Linked DNA regions of Mus musculus: regions 1, 3, 4, 5, 6 and 7 are each linked to region 2. A link is a contact called in public HiChIP or PLAC-seq and promoter capture Hi-C data. All regions are on one chromosome and are shown on one strand. The core of a region is the stretch at or near the end of the contact, and the rest is flanking DNA. Distances in the headings are between cores, read along the strand shown.

Region 1 (2,706 bases), core at 168-2,667, 350 kb before region 2:
TTCCTCTGCTTCTTAAGTGCTGAGAATAAAGGTATGCGTTCTGGCCTTCAACCCCAGCTCCAGCTCCAGCTCTGGCTCCAGACAGGTTTTCTCTGCTGTCACAGTATGTCTAAGGGTCAGCTTTTCCCCCTTGCTGGCTAATGGCTGCATGCTTAAGTTCCTCACTTAGCCAATAAATTTGGCTCCGCTGTCTTAGAGCAGGGCCTGGTGATGAGGTTTCCTGGCCTTCTTCCCCTCTGGGTCACACGCTTTGCGTATATTAGGCATTCCAAAGATGGCTGTTGAATTGAAGAGAGTTTGTGACAGTCTGCACATATCACTTTTTACTGAAGAAACCTTTCTGGACTAACTCATGTCAGACTTCACTTTCTGCCAAATGTCTGCGCACCTGGTGTGTGTCACTGATTTGCATACTTAGTTTCTTATTTGTTCTACATATTCCTTCTGAAGTATAAGGAAAGGCTACCAAGACTTGGAGTTGGGAAATGTGGTTCCGTCTCTGCTAAGGTACTGTATGTGGAACAATCTCTTAACTCCTTTAGGTCTTGATTTTTAAAGTTTTAATCTGAAAGATGGAAGGAAGGGCAGAGGGAGGAACCGATATGAAGCCTAAAGTCTTCTCTAGACTCAGAATTCTGATTTTTGGTTCAATCCCTAGCACTGTCCGAGGGAAAATTCTGACTTAGGGTGTACTGGCTCCCTTAAGAGGTCATAAACCTCTCCAAAGCAGACTTCTGCCCTGTGAAAGAAATGCCCTTGACCTAGAGGATGTTTAATAGATTCTTCAGATCTGACTGCTACTCCACCCCTCTAATAAGGAAGTTACACCAGAGGAGGGGCCTCTTCCAGTCCCTGCTACCCCACAGGGCCTCTCTGAGCCAGTCTAGGAAATGCTGGGCACCTGGGGCCACCTCACAGTGAGGCTCATGCACAGGGCGCACCTAAGAGCTTTGCCTTTCTGAGCAGTTGTGTTTATGGTTGGCGCTGCTTGCCTCGGTAAGATCATTACTTTGCAGGTAATGAGAGCTGCGTGTGATATGGTTGAAATCATGTCCCTCGCCTGAGATGGAGAACTCACGTGACGCTGAGTGGGGCCCATTATCCCAACAGCACTCACAGGAATGCTAAGTCTGGCAGATATTAGCTGGGGAGCCACAGCAACTGTCGGGAGCCCAGCCTGCCTGCCACCTTGTCACTTTGGGGTGTTTTCTGGTTTTCCTTTCCTTGGCTTCGGCATCACATTTATCTCTCCTTCATTCATCCTTTTTTTCTCTTAGGAAGCAAACACAGCACACCCCATTTCCTCCATTCGTCTCCACCTAGAAATCCCGATGTTCTCATTCATTCCAGAGCAGAATGGGTTTCCTCTTTTTACTAAATGATGCACAAACCGCTTATTCATCCGCTTGCCTCTGTGCCCCTGGCCTGGGTATTGAAATCACTCTGAAGAAGATGCTCCTGCAGGCAGCTGTGGGTGAAAAAGAGGAGCTGAGAGAAGTGCTTAAAGCTTCAGCTGCGGGTCTGCTGGGGAAGCTTTCGGAAGAGGAGGAGGAGGAGGAGGAGGAGGAGGAGGAGGAGGAGGAGGAGGAGGAACAACTGAGGAAGAACCTGTGTGTGGGGGGGCGGGCAGTGAGGGACCTTCCAGGGAAGAAAGCCCAACTCACATCTTAATGTGTATGAAGCAAATGCTCAGATGGAGTGGGGAGGAGTTGTGGTTTGGGTACAAACCACAGAGGAAATGAAGGACGTTGCCACTTTCCAGATTGTCCTTTGGCCATCTCAGGTGCTCTGTGAGATTAAGGCAGCATCTAGGAAAAGCTGCTCGCCCCTACCCACCTCCAGAAGCACCAAGCACAGCCAGCCCTCTGTGAGTTTACAGCGGTTAGACTTGTCTCTTAAAGGATAAGCATACTGTAAAGTGTATGTATCCATTAGGACACCTGCTGTCCTAAAGGAGAAAAGGAGAGGACTTGAGGGCTGGGGAATAAGGTGGGAGGAAAGTCCTCTTCCCCTGTGACCTCGCAGCTGCCCTCCTTTCCAGGGACTCCCCTTTGTTTTCCTAATAGAGGCCTTGTGACTGTTTTGATTTGACAAAGGTTATTAGTAGCTCTGGGTCTTTTATTAAGGGTCTATTGTGTGCTGGGTGGGTTTTTTTTCCCTCTTGTATTATTTCTGAGTAGTAGGTGTTATTACTGCTCCTGTTTTTCATAAGTGAGAAATTGAAGCCAAAAAAAAACCAGAAAGAAAGAAAGAGAAAGAGAGAGGGGGGGGGAAGAGAGAGAGAGAGAGAGAGAGAGAGAGAGAGAGAGAGAGAAAAGAGAAAATAAGGAAAGGAAAGCCGGTAAGTCCCTCTTTGATCTTGAACTTTGCGCCCGGGTGGGAACGCTTGAGCTCTGCCTTGCCACGTTCGGATCTAGTTTTAGAAGTATTTCAGACATCAGTGTCACACCCTTGAAATTCAGGTTTCAAATGTGGATAATTACAAAGATGACCAGGGGTGAATTATTGAACCCATTTAAGCTGCATGTGGAATGCTGTGTCTGCCTGTTATGACAACCACTTAGGCCTCTTTATTGGAGACTTGTTAGAACGGCATGAAGTGACAGACGCGCAAGCATCCTACTGCCTGGCGTACAGTGAACTCACCAAAGTGATGCCCAAGCCTTCCTCCTGTGTTCACCTTCTGAACAAGCCCGAGAAACACTA
Region 2 (2,764 bases), core at 111-2,610:
CAATTGAGAAAAATGCCTCCATAAGATTGGACTGGAAGCAAAATTGTAGAGCATTTTCTTAATTAGTGATTGGTGATAGAAGGCCCAGTCTATTGTGGGTGTTGCCATGTCTGAGTTATACACATATGAAGCAGGCTGAGCAAGCCACAAGTAAGCCAGTAAGCAACACACACACACACACACACACACACACACACACACACACACCCATTGCCTCTGCATCAGCTCCTGCCTCAGGATCCCTGCCCTGTTTGAGTTCCTGTCATGACTTCCCTCAAAAGGGAACTACAGTGTGAAAGTGTAGGCTGAAATAAACCCTTTTCTCCCCAACTTGTTTTCGGTCATGGTGTTTCAACACAGCAATAGTAGCCCTAACTAGGACAGGCTGCTTGGTAAGACAGGCTTCAGATCAAAGGAACAGGGGTCTTTCTTTATGTGTGGCAACCTGGGGGAATGTTCTTGTTTATTTATATTATAATCTGAGCACTCACTTTCTAGATACCAGCATCCCCTGCAACATACACTTGCACCCTTACAAGCCTTGACTGTAACTAGTCTTTACAATAAGACTAGCTAGGGTTCTAGTGGGAAAAGTCTAAGTCCCATTGTAGTATATTAAGCCTTCATAAATGGAGTATCTAATGGAAGGAATTATAATTCACTTTGTAGTTGAGCCACAGCCACTCAGACTGTGTTGGGAAGGGGGAAACTACTTTCTAACATAGCCCACCTTTAAGACTCCTACGTAATTATTATTTTGAATTAAAATCTGTCTTCATGTAATTTCTCGTCCTTTGGCCTAATACTCCACACCCTAAAGCGCCAACTATAATGGCGGTCTCATTAGAGTCCAATGAGTGCACACTCTTATAAGCCGTGTGCTTTTGACGTTATCATATCAGAAATTTACTTAGCTATGTTTGAGAAGACTCTTACGTTCCTGTCCACCATCCTTTCGCTTATAGATGTCACACTGCTTTTTAAACCAAGTAAAATCTGTAACATCTGCAACACACTACTTGACTTAAAGCCTCACTCGCTATGTTAACTTATTTTTACTTTCTGCCGTGTTGGGAATGTCACTGAGGACCTCGCACAACTCTCACCCCAGTGTTTCTAGCTATGAAAAATATAAAAATAATTTCATTATATTTAATGGCAGTGCCACTTAAAGCAAATGTTACCTCTCCTCACCTCCTTGTGCCTACTAAGAAGAAACACATCTGCTTTGAGTCTACCCAGCGGCTTCCAGCCCTGCCCACCCTCACCTTCCAGGCAAACGGAGAATGCGGCCGCTGATTGGCTGGCTAGGGCGCATCTTGATGACGTAAGCACGCGCCAGGCCAGGCCGCCTACCACAGCAGGTGGACAGGTCTTAAGCCGCGGCTTCTCTGAGGGGTAGACAGCTGGGCATGGGCCTCCCGAGGCTTCGCCATGAGCTTCCTGATCGACTCCAGCATCATGATCACCTCCCAGGTGAGCCTTGGGAGAACCTGGATTTGCTCAGCCCGCTCCCTTGCCCGGGTGGCGAAGGCTGACGTGTGGTGCTGTCACTCACCTAGCGTGCGTCCCCAGACTCTGGGGAGGGCCTGGCTGGCCCCAGCGCTGAGCCGGTGCCATGCGGGGGTCAGTACCCACGGCGCCCCGAGGCTTCCGGGCAGCTCCGCGGACCACGGAGCCTGGAGAAGCTTGGCTCCCGGCGGGAGGCCCACGGCAGCGTGCCTACCAGGGCTGAGGACCGGGACGGGTATGGGCTTTGCAGGATCCGGGTGCTGACACGTTTGCCTCCGCGAGGTCCAAGTCTGAGCTTTCCTTTGTGCAGTGACACCTCATCTTTCGTTCTCTGGTTGCTGTTCACTCTTTGCGGGTCGCGGTCGACCCACGTTTTCTTCTCACTTGGCCACCTCTATCTACCGTTAAACAAAACCGAAGAAGTATAAACCACTGGCAAGTTCTGCTCGCTTCGTCTAGTGAGCCTCTTGCTTTTCCCATCAGTCGTGTCTCTCCAGGGTTTCCTCCCACCCCACCCCAAGTGTTTATGATAGCCCTGATATCATGTATGTATTTATGTGCATAGCCATGTACCCACTTTCAAATGCAAGCACTCACTAAGCAACTGCAGACGCTTCTTTGCTTGCATTATCGCTCTCACCCCGCATCTTTCCAGTAAAAGATTTTTTTTTCTCTTCATCGCATCCAAATGGCAAGGGAAAGAAACAGTTCCCCTGAGGGACGTAAGTGAGGTACATCCTTGAATTTAGGGTTTGTGCAGCTGCATCCCAATGCTTCCCTCAGCAGAGCATTGCCCTCACCTCTTGAAAACGTCGGTAACAACACTTAAGAAAATGTAAAACAAGAAAAAGCCAACCCATTTCACCACTCTAATACAGTAACCATTTTTCCCTTTTCAAAATTAATACCTTTCAAGTACATTTGACTGCTTTTGTTGCTAGCATAGTGTTCAAATCTGTAAATACACAAAACTCTGGACACTCTGCCTTCTGCTTCAAATCTCTCTGCGCCTCCCCTGTTGTCCTTGATAATGACACAGAGTGGCTTTCAGCCTTACTACCAATTCAAGAAAAAAAAAAACATTTAAGTTTTAAGAGTTTTTCCCCCCACAGGTAAATATAAATGTCCATTCCCAGCTTGTTAAAGAGTACAAAAATAAGAGTATAATTAGAAAATTTCCATGCACTTTCACCTGTGAGATTAACATGAACATAATTCAAAAGTTCCCAAGAATATGGCTTTCTAAACTTTT
Region 3 (2,700 bases), core at 119-2,618, 320 kb before region 2:
CCACTTAACTGTTAGAAACGCTTTGGACCAGTGCACAGAGTTGCAGGAGAATCCTTAAGATCAACTCCGCAAAGTACAAACTCGAAGATTAGTAGGGTTTTGTGGGGAGGGCAGACAGTAACGATGGCTGGTCAAGGCAGTAACACGGCCCCACAAAATAAGGATAACAGGAATCTGAGCAAGGCGCATTAACCAAGATGTGAAAAAGTGCTACCTAATGAGCTAACATCTAACTTCACAGGGGTAGTGCTGAACGCGTCGCCCTCGAATTCTCAACATCAAAGCTCTTCCAAAAAATAAAATTAAGTGAGTGATACTGTGGTTGGGAGAAGACCTGGAGGCCGGGGCAGAAGGTGCTCTCTGGAAACCATAGGTAGTGCTGGCCAGGCAGGGCGGGGCGGGGCAGGGCCCGAGGTGAAGGAGACCTTGCTCTAGCCACAGCGCCAGCAGGACCCCAGAGAGTCTGTTCTGGGAAGAGGGAGAAGAGTGCAAGCCGAGGGGACCAGCTTTCCAGAGGGAAGAAAGCCCTCACGGGCAAAGGTAGAGTGGACACCTAGGGGCGGATGGGTGGGCTGGGGGAAGCAAGGCGGAATCGCAGTGGAGAGGTGCGAGGAGGTGGCATGAAGACTGAAGACTAGGCCCGACCCTGAACGGCGGGCGAGTGAAGGAAGATCGGTTCCTTCTGCAGCTCCCAGTTAGTTTCTGTCAAAGATGGCTAAATTCCACTCTGCCCTTCCCCCTCCCGCGCCTTTTCTAATCCCCTTCGGTGGCTCCAGTACTGCTGGAGGCCATGGGGAGTCTGGGTGAATGAGCGCCGGGAGGAGGGTGAGGAAGGAAGAGAACCTCCCCGCCGCACCACCCGCCCCGTGGGTCCTGCAGGAGGATCTTTTAGTTGAAAAAGAGGGTTCTGTGGCTTTAAACCGGGGAGTGGGCGTCACCGCGGGGGGACCCGGTGACTAGCCGGGGCGGGGTTGGATGGGAGGGGTCATGCAAAGCAGAAGGCGGTGCCGTCGGGGCGGGGCCGTGGGTGGGCGGGGCGCGGGCGGCTTCTCTTGAGCCAGGCGCGGGAGGGGGCGGAGGCCGCGGCGGGCTGGTACCATCGATCGCCTTCGGGGAGGGGGACGGGTGCCATTCCCCCGGAGGGGGCGGGCCCTGGCGGCGGCGGGGCCAGGGCCCCATTCCCCGCCGGGCGGGCCGGGGGAGGGGCGCGCCTCCGCTCGCGTCCGAGGCGGGGCCCGCGGTACCTTTCGTGGCACGGTGCGGCTGGGGGAGGGTCGAGGGGAGGGGGAAGGGGCGGGCCTGGGAGGGGGAGCCGGAAAGGGGGAGGCACCGGCGGACAATGGAGCCTATGTGTGCCTGCGGGAGTGGGACGGCGCCGCCGCCGCCGCTGCCGCCGCCGGGGGGAGACGCTGCGCTGCTGCTGCCGCTGGTCCGGGCCCCGGCCCCCCGGGGCTGAGAGCAGCCGGGGACCGCAGCTCCCGCCCGCGCTCGCCCCTCCCCCTCTCCGGCCCGGGGTAAGTGGCCCCGGGGAGGGGGAGGGGCGGGCCGGCGCGGCGGGGGCCGGGTCCGCGTGCGCGTGTGGCCGGGGGGCCTCCGGGGGTCGGGGCGCTGGCTTGGCGAGTTGAGTCTGGAGGAACCTGTTGGGGGAGGCGGGGGAGCCTCGGGAGCTATGGGAGAGACCGGGGCATCTCTCGGGGTTTTAGAGGTTGTGTCCCAAAGCTGTGCTTGGAGAGGTTACCTGAGGGGAGATGACCGTCTCGGGGTCTTGGGATGGAGGGGCGATGGAGAGGAAAGAGCGCGCGAAATTAGGAATTTCGGGTTGAGTTTGTAAGACCCGGGAGATGCGTAGAGGGGAGAAAGGGGACTCCGCAGGCCAGTGACTTGTTGAAGGGTTGGGGGAGGTGAAAGCCTAGAGGAATGTCTTGAGTTGTAAAGGGTTCCAGCAGGTGAGTTGGCGACGAATGAGTTAGGTCACTGAGTCATTGTGAGGGTCGTAGAACACACCAGTGGTTTTCAAATTGGAACCCTAGAGGCTGGCTGGCCTTTGAAAGTTGCAAAGACTATTAAGATGTCACTGGTAAGTGTTGGGTGAGCTTGGTGAAATGGAGTTATCCTAAGGAAAACAAGTCGCAGAGTTGGTGGTTAGTCCAGAGGGAAGGACCACGGCCTGTAGTAGTACTGCTGGGAACGTTATGTTAAAGCTGCCAAGGATGAGAAAGAAAGCTTGAAATCTGTCCCCCAAGAGCCTTAGTCTGCTGGAGGTAAGGAAGGGCGTTTTTTTAAATGTTAAAAGAGTTATTCTGAGGCCAAGATTGGAGTCAAAGTCATTAGGTAGGGTAGTGAAATGGATGCAAATATGCCTCTGTGGACATAATCCAAGGCAGGATGCAGTGGATACAGAGTTACACTTTAGTTAAAGCAAGAACAAGTCACCCCCTGACAGTGACGTCAGCGGCCATGTAAAAAGTCAATTTGATGGTGCATTTGTTAGCGTTTGATAAACTGTGGAATTAAATGGTTATTTTGGCGACAGAGACCTGGGCTCTTGTGTAGGGAACACAGTGATGAATTAGTTACAGGAGGTGAGGAGTAGGTAGTGAAATAGTCAAGATGTTGGGAGGTAAGACTTGTTTAGAACCTGTGACTTGGAGGCTTTTAAGTCTGGTTGGTTTGAAAGTTTTTGACTGGACACTAGTCACC
Region 4 (2,700 bases), core at 150-2,649, 430 kb before region 2:
GAGGGGCCAGAAAGGGGCAGAGCCAGCTCCGCTCATCACTAGGACATCAACATGGCCCCCGGAGGCAGCTCAGACCAGAGATGTCTGCATGGAGTTTGGTGGTGACATGGCCTTGGACATCAATACAGGCCATGGCCCTGCTATTAACCCTGACGCTATCTCTTCAGCCCCACAGACTGCTGGTTCTATTGTAGTTCTATTTCCACATCTTAAGGAGCATTCATATTGCTTTCTGTTATGACTGTACTAATTTACAGTGCCACCCACACTGTCCTCAGAATTCCCTTTACTAGTGCCTATTACTACCCTTTTGATGATAGCCATTTAGTCTGAGTTAAGATGAAGCCTGGCTGAAAAACCACTAGAGAGTTTTAAACGAGGGCTGACAAAGTCTCCTCTGGTCTTGTGAAGGGTGGCAGTTCAAAACCTCTGGAACGTTCTTTTGCAGCAAGGTTGGTGTGTTGCAGCAGACAGTAGAGATGGAGGAAAGTATCAGCCCTGAGAATGTCTGTAAGTAGATCCAGGACAGTTACCTCAGAGCTCGCTGTGGAGATGTGTGTGAAGGAAGATATCAAAGAGGACGCGGACAGCAAGTGTTACCATTTGCTAAAGTGAGAAAAGCAGGGTGGAAGGAAATATCCGGAAGAGATCAGCCATTAATATCTCTGTTCGGTCATGCTAGGATTGAACTCTGTCCACTGCCAAATGGAGCCGGCAGATAGATACTAAGTCTGGAGTCACAGCTCCACGTTGGAGAGCTGAAAACGGCCAGTGTGTAGAAGGCTCCCAAGGCCATGTGTATTTGCCTTACTCTGCTCCATAGCTCTAGACACCTTTATGTAAACCCTCTGTTGACCTCTCAGAAGGGCTGGTGTCCACGGGCAAGGATTATAAACAGGCCGAAGAAGATGGTGAGTGAGCGCCTGCCATCCTGGAGTAGGAACAGCACAAACACATGACTATGATCTCAGCCTGAGTCTAGAACTCGAGACTTGATTGGTGGTGAAGTGTGTAGCACAGAGAGGTGAGAGACCCAGGGATGTCACATACATAGTGCAGCCAGAGACTGGGGTCAAGTGGACACACATAGTGTGAAATGACTTTAAGTTAATTTTTTAATTTAAATTTAAATATATTTTAATGTTCCTATCCTTTATCAGTCATGTATTTTAGGAGTTCCCACCTATTAATCTACAAGGCTTTCGAGAGTTCCGACACAATGCAGAGAAGACAGGAAGGGAGGTTATAAAAGTTGCGATGCCTTTGAGAGCTGGTCAGCAGTTCTCTGTTCCATGGCCCCTCTGAGACAGGCTTACTAGACAGGCTAGATAGAGCCAAGCAGTCTATGTCCTCACATCAAATGAGGTGTCACTGCATTCCCACCATACACCACTAGAGGGCTGCAGAGACTAGCACTGAACCGAGTCGGAGGCCCTGTGAAACCAGGATTAGACCTTGCCAGGGTCTCCCATCCTGCCATTATTAGCTGAGGAAGCTGGAGTTTTCGGAGACTGTATGGTGTTCCCCAGGCCACCCAGCTACTAAGTGTCGATGACACAATTCCATTAGCGTTTTCACTCGGGGTTCCCCCAATGTGATGTCATGAAAGTGGATGGACTTGGTAGCCAAGAATCCCATTTGCTGTATCTCATCTTGTGTGTTAGTCAAATCCTGTCTCTACACCTCGCTGCCTTGTGGGAAATGAACGCTTCAGCTGTGCGGGTATTGTGTTCTGTTGCTAGGTAGCATAGCTGAGGGGCTCCGTGGTCATCCACCAAACACTCAGGTCTTCATTTTCTTCTCTTTGGGGTAGCTCAACTTCATGAAATAATTCTCAGGAATGAATCCCGAGAGTCCTGTCTGGCCATGCCCTTCCATACATGACAGGAGGGACATATCATTTTTAAGACGCCAACATAAATAAAACCACAGGAGGACTTTATCTTTAATCCAACAAGGAGTCGATGGTAAGAATGGCTTTCTTGCAGGTTTGGACCCAGAATTTCTTCTCATCCATTACTGTTTGCCGCATGTCCACTGAGTGCCATGAAGACAGAGGGTTCTGGACCATGGGAGGGTGGCGTGATAACCACCACTCCCTGCCAGGTGTTACCCAAGTCCAACTTTATTTCTCACACTCAGTTACCCTCACTATAGTTCTGGGTCAGGCATCCTTAGCCTAATCTTAGAACTGAGGCTCAAGAGAAGTTAAATGATTTGTCTAAGACCTTTCAGAAAGTGGCAGCCCCAGAGTTCAAGGCCAGCTTTAGCTTTGCCGATCTTTGCCTAAGATGCTCACCACATGAAAGTGAGAAGCAGGAAGTATCGTACACTGGAAGAAAGGCTACCCTGACGCCAGATTGCTTAAACCACTGGGGCAACCCAGAGGATGGGCACAGGGGCAGCGGGAGCATCCTGGAGCATGCTCACACCCGGCCTGGGGTTGGGGTGGGAGCCTGGGAGTGGATGGGGCTGACGCATTCATCAGCGGTGAATCTGATGTACCAAAACATGGCGTACATGGTTGGTGAGAGCCTCTCCCCACCTAAGCGGCTTGAGTTCTAAAAACCAACTCCTCCTGAAAAGTAAGCGAGGTCAAAAGCTAAAGCGTCTGAAGCCAGAGTCGGAACAGCAGCGTGCCTCACCAACAGCAACGTCTGGAAATTAGCTTCACATTGAGTTCTATTTTTAAAACCCTGA
Region 5 (2,700 bases), core at 178-2,677, 300 kb before region 2:
CGTGTTTACAGACCCAGATCTGCAGGAGGTAATCCGACCTGGAGCCACCGGAATACCTGAGTTTGATCTCTCCCGCATTATCCCATCGGAGAAGCCCAGCCAGACACTGCAGTATTTCCCTCGAGGGGAAGTCCCCGGCCGCAAACAGCCACAAGGTCCTGGGCCTGGGTTTTCACACATGCAGGGGATGATGAGCGATCAAGCCCCAAGAATGGGGTTAGCATTACCTGGCATGGGAGGCCCCGGGCCAGTAGGAACTCCAGACATTCCTCTTGGTACATCTCCATCCATGCCAGGCCACAACCCAATGAGACCACCAGCCTTTCTCCAGCAAGGCATGATGGGACCTCACCACCGGATGATGTCACCAGCACAATCCACAGTGCCCGGCCCAGCCACCCTGATGACCAATCCAGCTGCTGCTGTGGGCATGATTCCTGGCAAGGATCGGGGGCCTGCTGGGCTCTATACCCACCCAGGGCCTGTGGGTTCTCCAGGCATGATGATGTCCATGCAAGGCATGATGGGACCCCAACAGAACATCATGATTCCCCCACAAATGAGGCCCCGGGGCATGGCTGCTGATGTGGGCATGGGTGGGTTTAGCCAAGGACCTGGTAACCCAGGAAACATGATGTTTTAAGCTGCTACGATTGGATGTGCCGATCCTTGTCAAGATGAGATTCCAGGTCCTGTGAGCTGCTTTGATGGAGTTCCAGGAGTCCTTACTGTTGGTCATGCAATAGGAGAAGAGGGACCCGGGGCTGCTTTGAGGGAGGAGGGAACCAAGAATGTATGGATTTACCGGAAAACAAATTATTCATTTAATCAACAGGTGTGTTTTTTTAAGATTTATTTTTTAAAAATTATTTTTGTGGACATGGGGATCCCGTGACGGCACCTACTTTTGGGAGTCTGTAGCCGTGTTTGAGAATTGCCATCGGTCATGTGTTGCACCGTTCTGTGTTTACGTCCTTTGGACTGGCTTCTCCCAGGATTCTTTTCTGGTTTTTTTTTTTTACTTTTGATTTGGGCTTTATTTTGTGTGTATGTGTGTACTGTACTATATTGTAAAAGGGATTTTAGCAGAGACTTTAGTCTTTGGGGCAAGAGGAGAACAGGAATGCTGGGCTGTTTACTTTCGATGGAGAATCCATCTTCAGACCTTGGACTATTTTCTTTCAACTCCAGTGTATAGAAAAACCAAACTACGACCTCAGAGCAGAGTATTAACGAAAAGCACAAAAAAAGGAACTGAGTTCAGCGAGGGGTGGGGGGAGGGGGGACATTTTTCTTTTTAAAAATACTGAAGCTTGGGACGTTTGTTCTTCGGTTCACGTGCTCCTCAGCACGGTCTGTCTCCAGTGTACAACCTGCCCGCCCTCACGGTTTCCTCTCTCTCCTCCTTCAGTTCCTTGGTTACGTGTGTTTCCTTCCTGTGACCCCGCTGGTGGCCCTCTGCTTTCCCCTCTCTTCTTCCCCTTGGCAGCTGCAATACCCAGGCTCTCTGGGGTTCTCCCTGAAGCCTCGCCCCTGCCTCGGATGCCCTCTGGCCTCTTGTCCCTCCCTGCCCTCCCCGCCCTGGTGTACTCTTCCTTGCCCGCCTTGTTTCTTGTTCTCCTTTTCTTAGGAATTCCCAAGTGAATTTTATTAATGTGTGGGAATGGAACCGATGCTAAAAGCTATCCAGGATTTTGTTTTTGTTTTAAATTTTGTGTTCCTTCCCTTCCCTCCCTCTTCCCATGCGTGAAACGTTCTGTGTAATCTTCATTAAATTTGGTACAAAACCACTCACCAGAGCTGTGGTGTCAGAAAAATAAATATATTGTTTCTTACAAAACAGAACTGCCTTTTTGTGCCTTGGCTTCCTGTTCACTTCGTATCAGGGCCATTGGTTACTATATGACTGGAGTCCTAATACTGGAGCTGGCTGTAGAGATGGGGAAGGAGAGGGGCACTCTTGAGAGCATACCTTGCTGTCAGCGACCCTTCCTTGTAGAGTTGCTCCCTTCTCTGGAATCCATCACAGCAGAAAAGCAAGCCTTCCTCACAGCTGATCTTCCCCTCTAGAGCAGTGGTTCCCAACCTTCCTAACACAGTGACCCTTTAACACAGTTCCTCACATTGTGGCACCAACAGTAAAATTATCTTTGTTGTTGCTACTTCATTTAATTTTGCTACTGTTATGAATCTGTTTTCCAACAGTCTTAAATGAGTCCCTACGATAGGGTTATCTGACCCTTGGGAGGGTAACCACTGCTCTAGAGCAAGAGCTGGCCTTCGTTAGGTTCCTTCATGAGAGCCAGCAAAATGGTATAAATCAACTAGGAAGGCCAACATAGATCTTAAGTTATTTAAATAAGCTCTGAGACCTCCCTGGATCTTCCTGACATAAAATATTACCACACCTACACATCCTGTGTTTTGACTGTCCATGCGACTGTGGTCTTTTCTGCCCACCCTCCACCCCAGCCTGCCCCTGGTCACCTCTGCTAACCACATATGGCTCCCCAACACATTGATGTCTATCCTACAAGTCATGCATTGAGGTACTCGGTGCTGTGTCCCTGCACAGCTGATTTGTTCTGGTGAGTGTACTCCTTTTGAGTTGTCTGTGCGTGGAACTCAGCAAGAGGGTGTCTGTGTGCATGTCTGTTCTCAGGTGAGATGCTGTGTCTGTGTGCATGTCTGTTCTCAGGT
Region 6 (2,745 bases), core at 42-2,541, 310 kb after region 2:
GCTACAGCTATGTTTTTATACTATTCCAAAAACGGAGTATGTGTCATCCACATGCAACTTCCCAGTCTAGAGGCCATTTTCTCTGACCTCTGTCATATTCTTGTTGACTGACTCCTAGTTTTACATCCATCCTGAAGTATTTCCCTTTACTTCTACTCTGTAAAAAAAATGACTCTTTCTATTCTGCCCTCTTTCCTTGAAGGGGCTTGAAGGGCAGTGGAAAGTACAGAAAGAAAAAACCCACTGGGTTCCTGCCTTCTCTCCCCAATTACTGCTCTGGTCCCAAGCCCCCTTCTCTCCCTCACTTCTCAGACACCGCAACAATCCGCATTTGGGGCCTGAGCTTGGTAGCAGAGTCAAGAGTATCAAGAGTTCAAGGCCAGCCTAGACTGGGTAGCCAGACCCTGCCTTTAGAGAAAAAAAATCTTTTAAAGATTATTTATTAGTAGTGCTGGTGACTGAGGAAGAATAATAAAGAGGGTGTGTGTGGTATGTGTGTGTGTGTGTGTGTGGTGTGTGTGGTGTGTATGTGATGGCCTAAGCCAGAAGAGGGCGCGGGAGTCCGGTAGTTGGGAACCTCCTGGAGTGTTTCTCTGTGTGTGTGTGTGTGTGTGTGTGATGTGTGGTGTGTGTGTGTGTGTGTGTGTGTGTGTGTGTGTGTGTGTGATGTGTGGTGTGTGTGTGTGTGTGTGTGTGTGTGTGTGTGTGTGTGTGATGTGTGGTGTGTGTGTGTGTGATGTGTGGTGTGTGTGTGGTGTGTGTGTGGTGTGTGTGTGTGTGTGTGTGTGTGTGTGGTGTGTGTGTGTGTGTGGTGTGTGTGTGTGTGTGTGTGTGTGTGTGTGTGTGTGTGGTGTGTGTGTGTGTGTGTGTGTGTGTGGTGTGTGTGTGGTGTGTGTGTGTGTGTGTGTGTGTGTGTGTGTGTGTGTGTGTGTGTGTGATGGCCTAAGCCAGAAGAGGGCGCTGGAGTCCGGTAGTTGGGAACCTCCTGGAGTGTTTCTGGGAACTCCTGCAGGCACAGCTGTTAACAGATGAGCAGTCTGGTTTCTCTGACCCAGGGCTACATTTCCCAGCAGCGGTTCTCCTCTTCTGGCTCCGCCACGTGTCTGGATGAGCTCTGAGTAGCAGGACATCTTAGCCATCTAGTTCGGTCTGGGCATAAGAGGTGAATTCTGCAGCCCCAGGTCTCAGCGCGCCACTTCCCAAGCCTCAGTTCCGGTTAAGCTCGCTCCCTCCTCCTCCCCTCCTCGCCCGCCTCCGCTCTCGTCGATTGGCCAGGAAAACCCACCAATGGAGAGCTCGGGGAGGCGGGCCTAGAACGAGGGCTGGAAGAAGAAAAGCAAATTTCAAGTTGGCGGCTGCGTGGGCCCTGAGTGGGGGAGGGACGGCAGGTAAGGCTTCGACCTGGTGGCTCTGACCCGGTTTGGTTCGGTACTTCCCGAATTAGTCCCTCGGCGCCGACAGCGACGTAGATAACGCTTTCTGTCAGCCTGTTGGATCAGCCCCCTTCTAAATCCCTCCCCTTTTTCCCCGGGCTCTCACTGCTGTCTTGACTGTACGCCGGAGACAGCTTGCTGTCGCGCCTGGGGACAGATATTAAAGCAGGAGAGGAAGGTTCATTCTTGTAGCTCAGACTCTTCTATGGTACCAGCTTCTCCCGCACCCATTAACGTAACATTAGCCCCCTGTCAAGAGCCTGACAGATTCTTATTACCTATCAAGTCAACTGAACCGCTACCCTCTACCCACCACTTTCCTAGACCACCGTGAAGAATTTATTGATCCCCGACCTGACAAAGTCCGATTATCACTATTGGAATCTCTTTAATTTTTAAAATTACATTATTTGTGTGTGTGTGGGGGGGGTACGTACAAGCCATGGCTTACGCAAGGAGGTCAGAGGACAACTTGAGCTAGTCAGCCTGTTTCCTGGCCACTTGGCAACACGAGTATTTACCATCTCACGAGGCTGACTTTTTCCATCCCTCCCATGCTTTTATCGGCAGACTCTTGCTATGTAGCCCATACTGGCCTCCAGTTTGCATTCCCCCTGCCACAGTACCCCCGGTGTTAGGATTATATGTTCTCTTTCACTGTTTCTATTCTATGAACGGAAGGTTTGATGGGACAGATTGGGGTACTTAATACATTGTGTTCAGTAAGCGTTAATCGAGTGGAATTGATTTGTGGGAACCAGTGCTCTTGTCAAGGAGGACAAATTTAAACTCCTGATATAATTAGGGAACAATAAAAGACAACATTATATAATTAGGGGTCTTTGAACTGGTGGTTTATTGCATTAATGTTTTATAGTTATTCTCAGACCAGAGAAGGAAAACAACAAAAAGAACCAGAAGGGAGTCTTTGTGACTCACAGAGTCTGTAGACACATGTTCAAAAGACAGATATTTACTGAGAACCTACTACATAGCAGACACAGTGCTAGACAACCGGGATCACAATGAACCCTCTGATAACATCTATTCAATAAATTGTTATTTAGTATGTGGGAAAATATTTTCGAAACCAGTTCTTTCTATGCAGGGCAAACAGGCTGACCTCCAACTTATGACCCTCCTGCCTCACCCTTTCTGGGATAACAGGCTTGTACCACTGCACCCCAAATAAGCTTTTTTCTTTTAAATTGAGAAATGTGAGTCCGGTCTTACAAATGCTAAGCATTCATTCTGCCCCTGAACTACACCCCTAGCTCTGAAACAGCATCTTTAGGAAGAGAACTCACTAGCT
Region 7 (2,943 bases), core at 429-2,928, 410 kb before region 2:
GGAGGGGGAGAGGGGAAGAGAGGAGAGGGAGAAAGGAGAGAGACAGAGAGACAGAGACAGCTATGGGGGAGGGGAGCAGGCAGGAATCTTCAGCCTGCCTTCTGCACTTGGGGGTCTCTTGTCCACATCTGCTTTTTCAGGTTCCAATCCCAGCACTTGATGGGGAACCCCCTGCTGTCAGCCAATGGAGACAGACCACTCAGCCCCATCCTTCCTGTTTTCCACAAAGGCTCCCACTCAGAAGGGTAAGCAGCCATCTGGCTTGATCCTGACAAGATGGGGACTGACTGCTGCTGAGCTTAGACCTGGTTGAGTTTCCTGCTGCACATGTGACCACCAGACCCTTGGGGGGTTTCTACGGCAACCATTGGGCAATGAGTTTGAGAAAAGCTGAGGGCTGAATCCTAGAGGAGCCAGGCCACTGAAGGAAAAGAGAGGTGTGCAAGACCAACCTCACTCCCCGAAACCCACAGAGAGGAAGGCAAGACAGAAGTTTCCCCTTGTGAAGAAAGTGAGGCTTTGAATTAGATAGACAGACAGACAGATTGATGGGAAAATGTAGAAAGGAGAGTAACCAAGCAGTTTGGGTGCTGTTAACAAGTGCTCAGTCAGTCAGAGATGTGTTCAGCAATTCCCAGCGTCAGCGGTGGCTGTGGTAGACTTGTTTCCCTCAGAGATCCTGCTGGTCCTGAAGGCCTTTATTTACCAAAGCTAAATTCAACTTTGTGCAGGGGAAGGCATGGGAAAGGAGGCGAGAGATGGCAGCAGTAAGTGCAAGGCATGCCTCCAAGCCATACTCACACACATACACACAAATATTTAAGTGCTAGGATTCAGCCATTTCCTGTCTCTTTTACAGGGTAGATAATCTTTCCGTTTCCTAATTGGTAAAATGGCAACCATGACAGCACGCTTGCCCTAAGAGGCTGCACTGAGGCTTAAAACACTCAATAAAAATACATAAAACTACAGCTGGCTGACTGTGGTGTCACACACCTTTAATCCTGAGAAACAGGGCCAGGCAGATCTCTGTGAGTTCAAGGCCAGCCTGATCTACACAGAGAGTTCCAAGCCAGCCAGGGATATACAATACAGTAAGACCCCGTCTCAAAACAACTGCAACAACAAATAATCAAAACAAAACAAAAAACATAGCTGGGGCTGGAGCGATGACTCAGAAGTTAGGGGGGCTTGCTGCTTTTGCAGAGGATCCCATATGGTGGATCACAGCCATGTCTAACTTCAGTTCCGGGGTGTCCGATGCCACCTTCTGACCAGGCATACATGCCGGCAAAACTCTTACATACATAAAAATATATACCTGGCTATGTATTTTAGCTAGTGTCACTGCTGTAAGAATGCGCAGACTCCAGAGAACTGCTCCGCGTGTCATGTTGACTTCTAATATTCTCAACTTTCACACTTCAGCCTGCTCCGGTAACCTACTGAGTAGTATTAGTTTTAGATGTAGGGAATACATTTTAGCAGCCACCTCTTAAGCAGCTGTATGCCAGCTCACACTAAAATGCAGGCCATCCCCGTTATGTCTGGAGTCACTGCGACCTTTCCAGCCTTGCAGGATGATGACAAAGCCAGGGGTTTGCCTTCCAGATCCGGCTCAGCGCAGGCGCAGGCGGTGGGGGCGGAGGGAAGGAAAGATTCCCCAGGAAAACTGCTGTTGGCACGAACTGAATGAGGCGAGTGGGAGCCGAGCTGACTGCCGAGTTCAGCTTAGCCGCAGGCTATAGAAACAGACTTGAGACTTGAGTAAGAGCAAACAGGAGAAAAGCAGCGCTGTGAAGCAGCACGCGGGCCAGCTAGAACCGGTTGTTAATGCACCAGACCAATTTCTTCGGTACAGTTACTTCCACGCCTGGTCAGAGGGGCGGGTGCAATTCTTCAAGAAGTATTTACTGGTCTGCTCCGTTTCTCAGCGCTGGCATGAGCGGGGTGAGAAAAAAGGAAGGCTGGAGGCGGCTCTGGCTCTTGGGTTTACAATCTCTTGCTGAGAGAATCCATTAGATACTGAGGCAGGATTGTTTATGATTATACCCGCAAACAGCTAACTGCAACGATCAGTTAAGGCAAAGAGGGTATCCCTTCATTTGTTCACACTTATATATACACATTCATTTACAGACTCTGTGTGTGTGTGTGTGTGTGTGTGTGTGTGTGTGTGTGTGCGTGCGTGCGCGCGCGCGCGCGCGCGCACGCGCATGCATGCATGTCTCTGTGTGTGCCCGTATGTATCTATGTGCGTGTGTGCACACATGCATGCGTGACTGTGTGCATGAGTGCATGTTCGTGTGCCAGTGTGTGTGCACGTGTGCGTGTGCACGTGTGTTCTACCAAAAAACAAACACAGGGCCTTACACCACTATGCTGCAGTCCCACTGTTTGCTTTTCTGGAATGAGGTTTTATTTGCGGAAGACCAGCCTTGAACTTGCTGTGTAGTCCAGATTGATTCTGAATTCCCCTTTCAATCTATCCATCTCCGCCTCCCAAATGCTAGGATTACAATCCTGCAACTCTACACCTGAACACAAGCTCCTCCTTTACTTACATGAGCTCCTGAGAGAAGTTGGGGGCCAAGGCCAACCCTGGTATTCAGTGTGAGAATGGTGGCCAGAATGTGATCCTGCTCTGAGAGGCTAGAAGCCTATTGGGCTGAGAGCAGCCTGTTTGAGGAGGGTCTCACTATGTATCCCTGGCTGGCCTGGAACTCACCAGGGAGACCAGGCTGCGTTGGATTCACTGAGATCCTCCAGCCTCAGCCTCTGAGTGCAGGGAATAAAGGTGTGTCCCACCAAACCCCGCCTGCATTTTCTTGATTAAGGACTGAAGTGAGAGGGTTCACCCCACCGGAGCTGGTGTCATCCCTGGGCTGGCACTCCTGAGTGACATAAGAAAGCAGGCTGAGTACATGCGTCATACGCAAGCAA

The links. Promoter capture Hi-C pulls out the DNA fragments that hold promoters and counts their contacts. HiChIP or PLAC-seq counts read pairs in DNA pulled down with a chosen protein or histone mark. Capture Hi-C pulls out chosen DNA fragments and counts their contacts.
Region 1: a promoter capture Hi-C map of hippocampal neurons shows a contact between it and region 2, with 2.0 times the contacts expected there. The contact joins the enhancer-like site here to the promoter of Gpr89 in region 2. A contact is called at or near these places in 5 of 39 promoter capture datasets (the 3T3-L1 cell line, embryonic stem cells, hippocampal neurons and 1 more), 2 of 115 datasets of contacts at active chromatin or transcription factors (embryonic stem cells and stem cell-derived neural progenitor cells) and 1 of 9 other capture datasets (embryonic stem cells).
Region 3: a contact with region 2 is called in a promoter capture Hi-C map of adipose tissue. The contact joins the promoter of Bcl9 here to the promoter of Gpr89 in region 2. A contact is called at or near these places in 6 of 39 promoter capture datasets (the C10 cell line, the HPC-7 cell line, cranial neural crest and 3 more), 1 of 484 Hi-C or Micro-C datasets (CD4 T cells), 6 of 115 datasets of contacts at active chromatin or transcription factors (bone marrow-derived macrophages, embryonic stem cells, forebrain and 3 more) and 1 of 9 other capture datasets (adipose tissue).
Region 4: a contact with region 2 is called in a promoter capture Hi-C map of neural stem cells. The contact joins the enhancer-like site here to the promoter of Gpr89 in region 2. A contact is called at or near these places in 9 of 39 promoter capture datasets (the 3T3-L1 cell line, 3T3-L1-derived adipocytes, the C10 cell line and 6 more), 10 of 115 datasets of contacts at active chromatin or transcription factors (bone marrow-derived macrophages, embryonic basal ganglia, embryonic limb bud and 6 more) and 1 of 9 other capture datasets (pancreatic islet).
Region 5: a contact with region 2 is called in an H3K4me3 HiChIP or PLAC-seq map of bone marrow-derived macrophages, with 6 times the contacts expected there. The contact joins the enhancer-like site here to the promoter of Gpr89 in region 2. A contact is called at or near these places in 12 of 39 promoter capture datasets (the C10 cell line, the HPC-7 cell line, cranial neural crest and 6 more), 5 of 115 datasets of contacts at active chromatin or transcription factors (bone marrow-derived macrophages, embryonic midbrain, embryonic stem cells and 2 more) and 4 of 9 other capture datasets (adipose tissue, embryonic stem cells, liver and 1 more).
Region 6: a contact with region 2 is called in a promoter capture Hi-C map of erythroid cells, with 14 times the contacts expected there. The contact joins the promoter of Polr3gl here to the promoter of Gpr89 in region 2. A contact is called at or near these places in 1 of 39 promoter capture datasets (erythroid cells) and 1 of 9 other capture datasets (pancreatic islet).
Region 7: an H3K4me3 HiChIP or PLAC-seq map of stem cell-derived neural progenitor cells shows a contact between it and region 2, with 4 times the contacts expected there. The contact joins the enhancer-like site here to the promoter of Gpr89 in region 2. A contact is called at or near these places in 6 of 39 promoter capture datasets (the 3T3-L1 cell line, cranial neural crest, embryonic stem cells and 3 more), 5 of 115 datasets of contacts at active chromatin or transcription factors (embryonic basal ganglia, embryonic limb bud, embryonic midbrain and 2 more) and 1 of 9 other capture datasets (liver).

The regions. Positions count from the first base shown.
Region 1 is chr3:97,254,307-97,257,012 of GRCm38.p6, reverse strand. It overlaps a transcript of Bcl9 not described here. Among named protein-coding and RNA genes, the nearest start is that of Bcl9, 28 kb to the right of the region's middle. Within about 2 kb of position 1,417, at least 64 of the 459 cell types and tissues checked have an H3K27ac peak or open chromatin away from gene starts, as enhancers often do. A contact at or near this core is called in hippocampal neurons, where this site is marked.
Region 2 is chr3:96,903,894-96,906,657 of GRCm38.p6, reverse strand. It overlaps Gpr89 (G protein-coupled receptor 89), which reads left to right and starts at 1,360. Exons shown (of 14, transcript NM_026229.4): 1 at 1,360-1,476. The coding sequence starts at 1,435.
Region 3 is chr3:97,226,032-97,228,731 of GRCm38.p6, reverse strand. Bcl9 (B cell CLL/lymphoma 9) reads left to right here and starts at 1,368. Exons shown (of 10, transcript NM_029933.4): 1 at 1,368-1,514.
Region 4 is chr3:97,337,705-97,340,404 of GRCm38.p6, reverse strand. No RefSeq gene overlaps it. Among named protein-coding and RNA genes, the nearest start is that of Gm40101, 8.6 kb to the right of the region's middle. Within about 2 kb of position 1,399, at least 15 of the 459 cell types and tissues checked have an H3K27ac peak or open chromatin away from gene starts, as enhancers often do. A contact at or near this core is called in neural stem cells, where this site is marked.
Region 5 is chr3:97,202,803-97,205,502 of GRCm38.p6, reverse strand. It overlaps Bcl9 (B cell CLL/lymphoma 9), which reads left to right. Exons shown (of 10, transcript NM_029933.4): 10 at 1-1,841. The coding sequence ends at 643. Among named protein-coding and RNA genes, the nearest start is that of Bcl9, 23 kb to the left of the region's middle. Within about 2 kb of position 1,427, at least 66 of the 459 cell types and tissues checked have an H3K27ac peak or open chromatin away from gene starts, as enhancers often do. A contact at or near this core is called in the HPC-7 cell line, adipose tissue and bone marrow-derived macrophages, where this site is marked.
Region 6 is chr3:96,592,727-96,595,471 of GRCm38.p6, reverse strand. It overlaps Polr3gl (polymerase (RNA) III (DNA directed) polypeptide G like), which reads left to right and starts at 1,291. Exons shown (of 8, transcript NM_027241.4): 1 at 1,291-1,388.
Region 7 is chr3:97,310,991-97,313,933 of GRCm38.p6, reverse strand. No RefSeq gene overlaps it. Among named protein-coding and RNA genes, the nearest start is that of Gm40101, 18 kb to the left of the region's middle. Within about 2 kb of position 1,678, at least 87 of the 459 cell types and tissues checked have an H3K27ac peak or open chromatin away from gene starts, as enhancers often do. A contact at or near this core is called in embryonic limb bud, where this site is marked.